Linked DNA regions of Anser cygnoides: region 1 is linked to region 2. Evidence: chromatin contacts called from public Hi-C data. All regions are on one chromosome and are shown on one strand. Each heading gives the region's core, a stretch centred on a gene start, on an enhancer-like site or on the middle of the called end of the contact. The rest is flanking DNA. Distances are from core to core; before and after follow the strand shown. Region 1 overlaps PHACTR2 (phosphatase and actin regulator 2). Region 2 holds the start of PLAGL1 (PLAG1 like zinc finger 1).

Region 1 (4,144 bases), core at 450-2,949, 200 kb before region 2:
CAGCCACCCACTGCCCGCCTTCAGCCGCTGCGCAGCCGCCGCCTCGTACCCCAGCAGGGCGCTGCTGCTGAAGGCCGAAGCGGAGTTTCTGGTCTGAGATTTCATTAAGGCTTCCTGGCCTTTACTGCTGTTTTGGTTGGGTTCTGGCAGTCGTCTCCTCCGTTGTTGGTTTTAGTGGCTGCTGGGCTTCTTTGCTGCAGAAAACTTGCGAAAACATGATCCTGTCATGCTCAGGCATTCAGAAATTAGAAGAAATTAGAAGAAAGAAACATAGAAATCTACCGTTCTCTTTTTTTTTCCCCCTTTTTTTTTTCTTTTCTAAATTAAGTTATAATATTCTTTGTAGGTCATCCTCATGTTTCTGGAGGCCTGATTCATGTCTGTACACTTGTGGCTGGCAGTGTTGCTGTCGTCTTCAAGGGGCTTTGGCTCAGGCTGAAATATATTGCTGCAGCTTTTATCCCAAAAAGGGCCCTTCACAACACTTTACAAAGACAAGGTGACTTGTAGCTCGATACCACAGTCCTTGGGGAGGCTGTTTTGTTTTGTTTCATTTCCCAGTTCCAGTCTATTGAGAAAGTGCTGATTTGAATAGACATGAGAAGTATTAAGACATCTTGTGATCACCCAGGCTTAGCAATGATTAAAATAAACGTGCCATCCTAAGTACTGGGAGATTGTTTTCCAAGGGCAAATAAACAAGGAGCAAGTGGAAAGCATCTATAACCATTTGACAGTAGGTAGTGTTATAGAGCAACTTCTAACTTCTTTCTGTGAAAGCACGGTGGAGGTACACCTGAGGATGTCGGGTGTCCAGGCAGCTTAGCTTCATGCGAGAGGATTTCCTTGTGGGATGAGAGCCCTGCTTGGGCTCCTTGTTATCTTGATCAGGACAGGGACAGGGTGGAAGTGTCTGTGGTGCATGGAGTTACTCCCACCTCTCCTGCCTGGGAGTGGGACTGAGGAGAGCGTTGGTTCTCTTCTTTGGTAATCCCACCGTTATGTCCACAAACAGAGCAAGTGACTTCTTTTAAATTTTATTTCTTTTTTGACTAGAAAAATCATTTAATTCTCTTCCACCTCTTCCATTTTATCCCCAGCAAGCCACCTTTTGCTTCTGCTCCCTTGGTTCCTGTTCAGTGGAAAATCCTTATTCTCCAGACCTTTAGTATTGCAATACCCAATGAGTATGGAGAAAGCGGGGAAAAATAATTGCTCACCATCTAGCGTTGGTTACTGCAGGAGCCCTTCTGCCTGTGCTGGCCAGCAGAGCTGACGTGCTGAACCCTTACCAGCTCTCTGCCCATCCGTGGAGATGAGGAGAAAAATTGTCCACGTCTCGGGATTTTTTGAACAGCCGAAAAGCACTGTGCCTACAACAGAAAACAGCGAGTGAGAAGGTCGTTGCTTTTAAACAACTGGTTTGCATTAAAGTAAGTTATGGAAGAGAGTCTCTCTCACATATGAGTGATCTTTTTTATTTCTCCCTGTGCAGTGAATGTATAAAGCCCCTTCACCTGTCCAGCCCCCCGAACCCCCCCAGCTGCGGGGCTGCCGGCCGGGGCACAGCCGCGTGCGGCTGGGGGTTGGACCCGACGATCCCTCGAGGTCCCTTCCAGCCCCTGCGGTTCTGTGATCCCTGTGACCGATGCCGTAGGGCCGGCAGGCAGCCGCTGCACGGGGCCGGCACGCTAGGTGGGGCGGTTGTCCTGCCGCATCCCAGCCCTTCCCGCGGCGCGGAGAATTTAAAATGCCGGCTTTGCTGTTGTGGGCGCACAAACCCTTCTGCGGCAGCCTTAAGAGACCGCTCAGAGCCGGCTTTGTTGCACGTCTGCGCCTTTCTGCATGTCCTGGCAGAGCCTTTGTTAGTTTTGGTGTCTTTAAATGCTAACTCAGCAGTCTTTAAAGGCATAAAACCGGAGTGGGATAGGATAGCATGGCACTGTTTTGCACTTCCTGAAGCCCCCCCCCCCCTTTTTTACCTTCTTTTTCTTTTAAGCAATACGATGTATATGTATTTAAACAATACAAAATATTATCATCAGTCATCTGCCCTTCGCTCAGCCGAGGCAATGCTGCCGGCTCGGCATTATCGGTCGCACTGGTGAAATGGGATCTCCTTGCAGCATTGATTCTGCTGTACTTTGGTCCAGGCTTGTGGTTTCTGTATTGATCCGTCAAAGAAACTGCTGAGGAGCAGGTGAGCAAGGTCTGTTGTCTGTGCTGTTTGGGAACTAACAGAAGCTATTATCCTTGGTGGGAAGCCTGTTGCACACCTGGACATTGATCCATTATGAGAGAAGTCCGCTTTAATTAGAGCCACGTTTTCCAGTATTCGTACAGAGTGCTTCGACCCTGCTCCACAGCAAGGTCATAAATGCAGACTTTCAGGCTGAGTTCTTCATTTATTATGTAGTCTTCTGAAAAAGAACCATTAAAAAGAATCAGACTGAAATTTTTGTACGTGCTGAACTCTGAAGTAGTCTTTTCTAAAATGAAACTCAATGGGATCTATATGATGTATTCAGAAATACATACTTAGACTTTGGTTGGCAATGTGCATGGAAGCAGATGCTGCTCATCGTGGTGTTTTCCTGGCCTGCTAGAGATTTAAAGGTTATGTATGCAGCTCTAAGGGCAGATGTAAAATCCCTTAACTGAAAGATCCTGAAAATAGGAATTCCTTCTCTCAGCCTGGACATTCTGGAATTGGAATGACTTTCCCCAGAAGCATAAAACAGAAACATCCCTCATTATTTGCAATTCAAAAACAATTTCATGGCAGGAAAACAAAAAACAAACAAAAAAAAACACTTTTTTCTTTCTTTATTCTTGGAGGAGGATGCCCTGTCTAGGTTTTTTGCTTTTAGGCTGTCTTTCATGATAAACACCCTGGCAATGTTAAGTGCTTCACATGCAATTGATAACTATCAAAGATAACATCAAAATATTCATGTATGCTAGTACATGTGCAGCAGAATTTTCTATGAGAAAAAACAGAAGTATAAAGACTAAATATGACTACAAGTAAACAAAGACATTTTCCCTTGTATCCTCATGCTTTATTGTTTTCCAAATGAAACATAAAAAGAACACTCTTACTAAATTACCAAATCGTCTCTCAATAATTTATTCAATATTGGCTGAAATGATCATGAAAATGTCTTAGTCATTTCTCACTGAGTCAATTTTATAGAACGTACTCCATGTCCTATAAAATGATGGCATTAGAGTAGTACAAACAAAATCAGAAATTCAGTAAATTATATCTGTAAGTTCTGGCCATGTCCCATAGAGTTGTACAGATTAATATAACAGGAAAAAAAAAAAGGTGCCCTTACAGTCTCTCTTACTAGCCAAGTTCTGTTTGAGTACAAGCATCTAGCAGTCATACACCTCCAATCACCCCCCAAACAGCCATTGCAGCATTTACAAGGCTAATGAGCCCCAAATGCCTCACCCCACAGCAACCACAAGAAGTGCTTTGTGTCTTTCAGCTTCAGTGCCTCAAGAACAGTCAGGACCGCTGCTGGCTTTCTGAAAACTTTGGGGTAGACTGTGTTGCTAGAGCAGCATGGTGAAAGGTCTTCATGTCCTGGACTTTGGTGGAGGAGGCATGGTGTAGTTCCATCCAGGTCACGAAGTGTGTAGTTTTATCCTTACAGCAGAATATTGTTACGTCAGGACATAACAGCATAGTTGTTTCTTTACTGATTTGAAAATTATGCACCAACTTATTTCAGATTCAGACATATCCTTGACCTAAAGATGCAATAAATAAGGTGGCCTACTTCACTGCTTGTTGCAGCCTTAGGACGATGTAGTATCTGAACGCTTCCTTTTACATTACCTGTTCAAAATGCTGCCAACATGATTTAATTCTTGATATGGACATAAAAGCCTGTTGGAGACGTATATCAGAGAATCAGCATGTCCTGGCTAAGCAGATTAGAAGGTATACCAATTGCACCCAACTTTGCTGTCATCAAATAGAAATGTGATAGTTGAATTTGTAATATGACAGTCTCTTTGTGGACTGGTCTAGTTAAATATATATATATATATACATATATAGTTTGCTTAGTTAACTTTAAACGTAATTGTTTTCCACATGAAGTATGGTAAAATGAATACCAAGTCACTA
Region 2 (3,939 bases), core at 345-2,844:
CTCCTAGTGCTGCAGTCAGCCTGCCCCAGGACAGCGGTCAGCCCCCAGAGAGATCACCTGAAGGCCAGGGCAGGTGGTGAGGGAAGAGGACTCAAGACCTCTTCTTTGAAACCCTACTGGCCTCTGATCCAAACGCTTTAGGAGTATCCTGATACCGCTTTGCTCTACCAGTGTCGAAACAGTACCACTTCTCCCAAGGGCTCCAGGACAAAGAAATTAAGAGAAGTTGCCAAATCCTTGCAGCACCACTTGACACTTTGCATCGCTGCACGTGATTAGGCATCTGAGACTCGAAACACATTTTCTGCCAACCATTGGCAGAACCGAGATTCAGGTCCCACAGGCTGATGGCAGTTTTGTGACTGCAGCGAGGAGAGACTTGAGTGGTCTACAGATTTGGAGCTTCTTCCTTCCTCATTCTGCCAGAGCTGGATTTGCTAATCTTTTGGCAATACCACCATGCACATCCTCTCCTAGCACTTTTCAGAAAGAGGATGTGGGTGGTATTTGTATTTATTATTGAAGACACTTGTCATCAAGGTGATACATATAGACATGTATATATACATACATACACATGCATATCATGTACCCAAAGCATAACTTGGATTTTGTCCTTTATAAATTTAAAGATATCAGCTGCAGGTGGAAGACCATATTTAAGCTCACGTTTTATAGACAGACACTACTTTGTGCTCTCATCAAATAATTTAAATATCTGCTACAGAGGTGGTTAGCCTTTTGTAAGGAGGCCCACGCACGTTATGCTCAAGTCAAACACGGAAAGCAGCCGCTGGGGAAGAGTTTGGCTGTCCTGCACTCACCTGCCCACAAACCCAAACTGTCATTGGGTTGTGAGAGACGCAGACTTTTCACAGAACAACGAGAGCAAAACAAAACTGAAAGTTAAACATTAACAAACTTAGACCCTTCAAAAAACCAAACAACCCGTCCAGTGCGGCAGATCCCTCCTCCCCCCGGCGGGAAGCAACCGCGTCTCCCCCGGGGCCCGGCGGCAGCTGGGCACTGCCCGCTGGAGACGGACGGGGACCGAAGCGAGCCGGCAGCAGCTCGGTGGGCACGGGCTGAGCCCGCGGCTGCTCCTGGCACGGAAACGAGCCCCCAGACAGCTCCGTGCTGCCGGGGTGCTACCGGGCAGCCTGTGCCGGGGCTTCGCAGGGTGCCGGGGGCGACGCCGAGAGGTGCCCCCGCCCCGAGCCCCTCGATGCACCCGGCGTGGGGCAGCGGCAGCCGAGGGGGCGACGAGTTAAAAAAAAAAAAAAAAAGTAAAAAAGCACAAAACCACCCAACCCGACGGCGGACTCCTGTGGCGTAATGGCCTCCCCGCGGCCGTGCAGGTGCCCGGGGTCGGTGCTCGCCCCCCGCCCCTCCGCCCCGCCGCCCCTCCCGGCGGTCCCGGCCCGGCCCGGCCCGGCGCGGCCGCCCCTCACCTCATGGCCCGGCTCGGCGGGCGCCGCCCGCTGCCCCAGCGCCGGGCCGGGGAGCGCAGCGGCGGCTCCGGTGCAGGCTCCGGGGCTCGTCCCGGCCCCCGAGAGACGCCTGGCGGCGGGGCGGCGGCGGCGGGGCCGGGGGTGGGGGGCGGAGGGGGCCGGGCGGGACGCGGCGCCTGCCCCCTTCTCCTCCTCCCCGCCTCTCCCCTCCTCGCCCGCCGCGGGCTCGAGGGGGGGATTGCTGGGCCGCTGCGCGGGCCGGAAAGTTTTAGTGTTTTTTTTAAAGTGAAGTAGAAATATCGCAGCTTTACGGCCGCGGAAATTGTCAGGGGTGCAGCAGCGAGTTGTCGGGGCTGCTAAGGAGGCGCGGAAATGTCCTGGCTTTCATCGGGTAGAGCTTGGTCCTGTAAAGGAGGGAGCATTAAAATGTCCTGCACGCGTCCTGTCCTGCACCCTTGTCTCGGATCTCTGCACCTCGGCGACCTGAGCAGGGTGCTGAGGGGCCGGGGGGTACGCGTGTGCACGCCTGCCGGCAGCACTTCCCCTCAAGCTACCTGTGCCTGTTGCCTCTTGGCCTGTCACTGTGCGTCCTTGTGGACAGAGCGCTCCCCCCTTCTGCTCTACAGCCTCGGGTTCAGTCCTGGAAAACCACGAGTAGATCCACCCGAGCCTCCTCTTCTCCAGGCCGAGCACATTCAACTTCTTCAGCCTCACTTCGTATGGCATGTACTGTAAAATCATACCTAAATACGTAAGGCCTGGGCAAAGCGAGATGCCGAAATGCTCTTGGAGGAGCTGAGGAGGAGGAGTGAAGCAACGTGAGGCAGTTTGCAACTACATCACTGCTGCAGTAAAGCTATATTACAGCCAGAGCACAGAAACGTACTCTGGGCCATATCTATCTCCTATCTTGTGCCGGGATAGCTACCCCAGCAGTGAGAAACTGCACTGGAATACAGTATCTGACTGCAATAGGCACTGTCACAGAGGTGTAAAGGTGGCTCCTGCAGGGCAGGACAGGAATCACAGCTCTGTGAACACCGCACAGCCAGTGCTGTCCATTGCTGCATGCTGCTCTTAGAGCAATGCAGCTTCTGAGGGCCCCAAAGGCTATGGACATTAAGGATGGATAAGGCGAGGTTCATATTTAGCACATGCATATAAAAAAGCAAGCAAGGTGTATTTTCATAGGTGTATTTTCCTCATCCGTTCTCTCCTCAGCTCTTTGAAACCTGTGGTTTCTGTCAGCAGCAAACCAGCCATGAATTTTGGTCTCAAGAGATTGCTCCCAGTCTGTCACAGTGCTAAAGAGAAACGTAGAGTCTGGTTTGGTCCGTCAGCATCAAGAGGATTTCAAGAGGATTTCCAAATTAAATCAGGAACAGGCGATCTCAATGTCTTCCCCACTTCTCAAACAATTGCTGAAGTAAACACAAAGCTAAACTGCTGAGCTGGTTGTTGGAGCAATGCTTTGGCTCTGCTTTGCAGAGAAAGCAAGAGATGGAAACCACGTGGATGCAGTCTTATTGTCACCAGCAGTTTTTGGGAAAGATGTACAGAGACAAGCAGCCTCACTGGGCATGCATGCAACTGTCTGGGGCGTTCACTGACCCTTAGAGTACCCCGCTGGGTACCTGACAGCTACAGCTGGTCCCTTGGCCAAAGTTCAGTGCCAAAACCAACACTGTGCCTGGTTTCTGGCGTTTCCTGGGGAGAGCACCCACAGCCTGCATCCTGACCCGACGTGCCACTTATCAAGTTGCTTATTAATTATAAAGCCCAGAATCCCATGATCTCACCAAGGACTTTGCTGGGTGACTGCTGTTGGCTCCTCATGCTGTAAACATATGTGGGCTGTGCAAAAGGCCAGTGTCCCCAGGGCCCAGCGCAAAGCCCCTGGTGCAGGATGAACGCCCCGCTGCAGGTCAGAGTGGTGCCTGCCTGGCACCTCGTCGCGGCAGGGTGGCTGCAGCCTGTCCCACGCTGTAGTGCTAGCCACGTTGTCCCCATGTCCTCTCCCGCATCCTTCACCCACACCCACACATAATGCTGCCGGGGCTGCAAGCAGGGACTGGGAGCACGGAGCTCCTGCTGGGAACAGGGATCAAGGAGAGAGGCTTGGAGGAGACGGCGTCGTGAGGAGTTTGGTTAAGTTCCTGCTCTGTGGCTTTCCAGCTCCGTAAGACATAACCTACTACAGCAAACTTAACCTTGATACTCCCCAATCACATTAGGACACCCTTCTGTTCCTGTTGAAACCAGCTCGTCACTTACCTCAGAATTAGGACTGTACCCACTGTGTTTGATTTTAATGTAAACACCAAAAGTAAAGCGCCGTTCTAGAACCGGAGCTTCTTCCCACCTTCAAATAGCTCTCCTCATTCTGTGGTAAGGCTGTTATCGGTCCAACCCCCCTCACATTCACTTTGTGTGAAGGTTTTTAAATTCTCAGCACCCCAAAGTTCCTTTCCAGCCTTTACAATTCAAG

Evidence for each region. A called contact is a pair of places that touch in the nucleus more often than the background predicts.
Region 1: a Hi-C map of liver shows a contact between it and region 2, with 1.8 times the contacts expected there. The contact joins the enhancer-like site here to the promoter of PLAGL1 in region 2. A contact is called at or near these places in 3 of 7 Hi-C or Micro-C datasets (granulosa cells and liver).

Annotation. Positions count from the first base shown.
Region 1 is chr3:57,809,991-57,814,134 of Taihu_goose_T2T_genome, reverse strand. The region is part of intron 1 of PHACTR2 (phosphatase and actin regulator 2); the gene reads left to right. Among named protein-coding and RNA genes, the nearest start is that of PHACTR2, 14 kb to the left of the region's middle. Within about 2 kb of position 1,699, at least 2 of the 3 cell types and tissues checked have open chromatin away from gene starts, as enhancers often do.
Region 2 is chr3:57,611,324-57,615,262 of Taihu_goose_T2T_genome, reverse strand. It overlaps PLAGL1 (PLAG1 like zinc finger 1), which reads right to left and starts at 1,594. Exons shown (of 8, transcript XM_066994220.1): 1 at 1,452-1,594.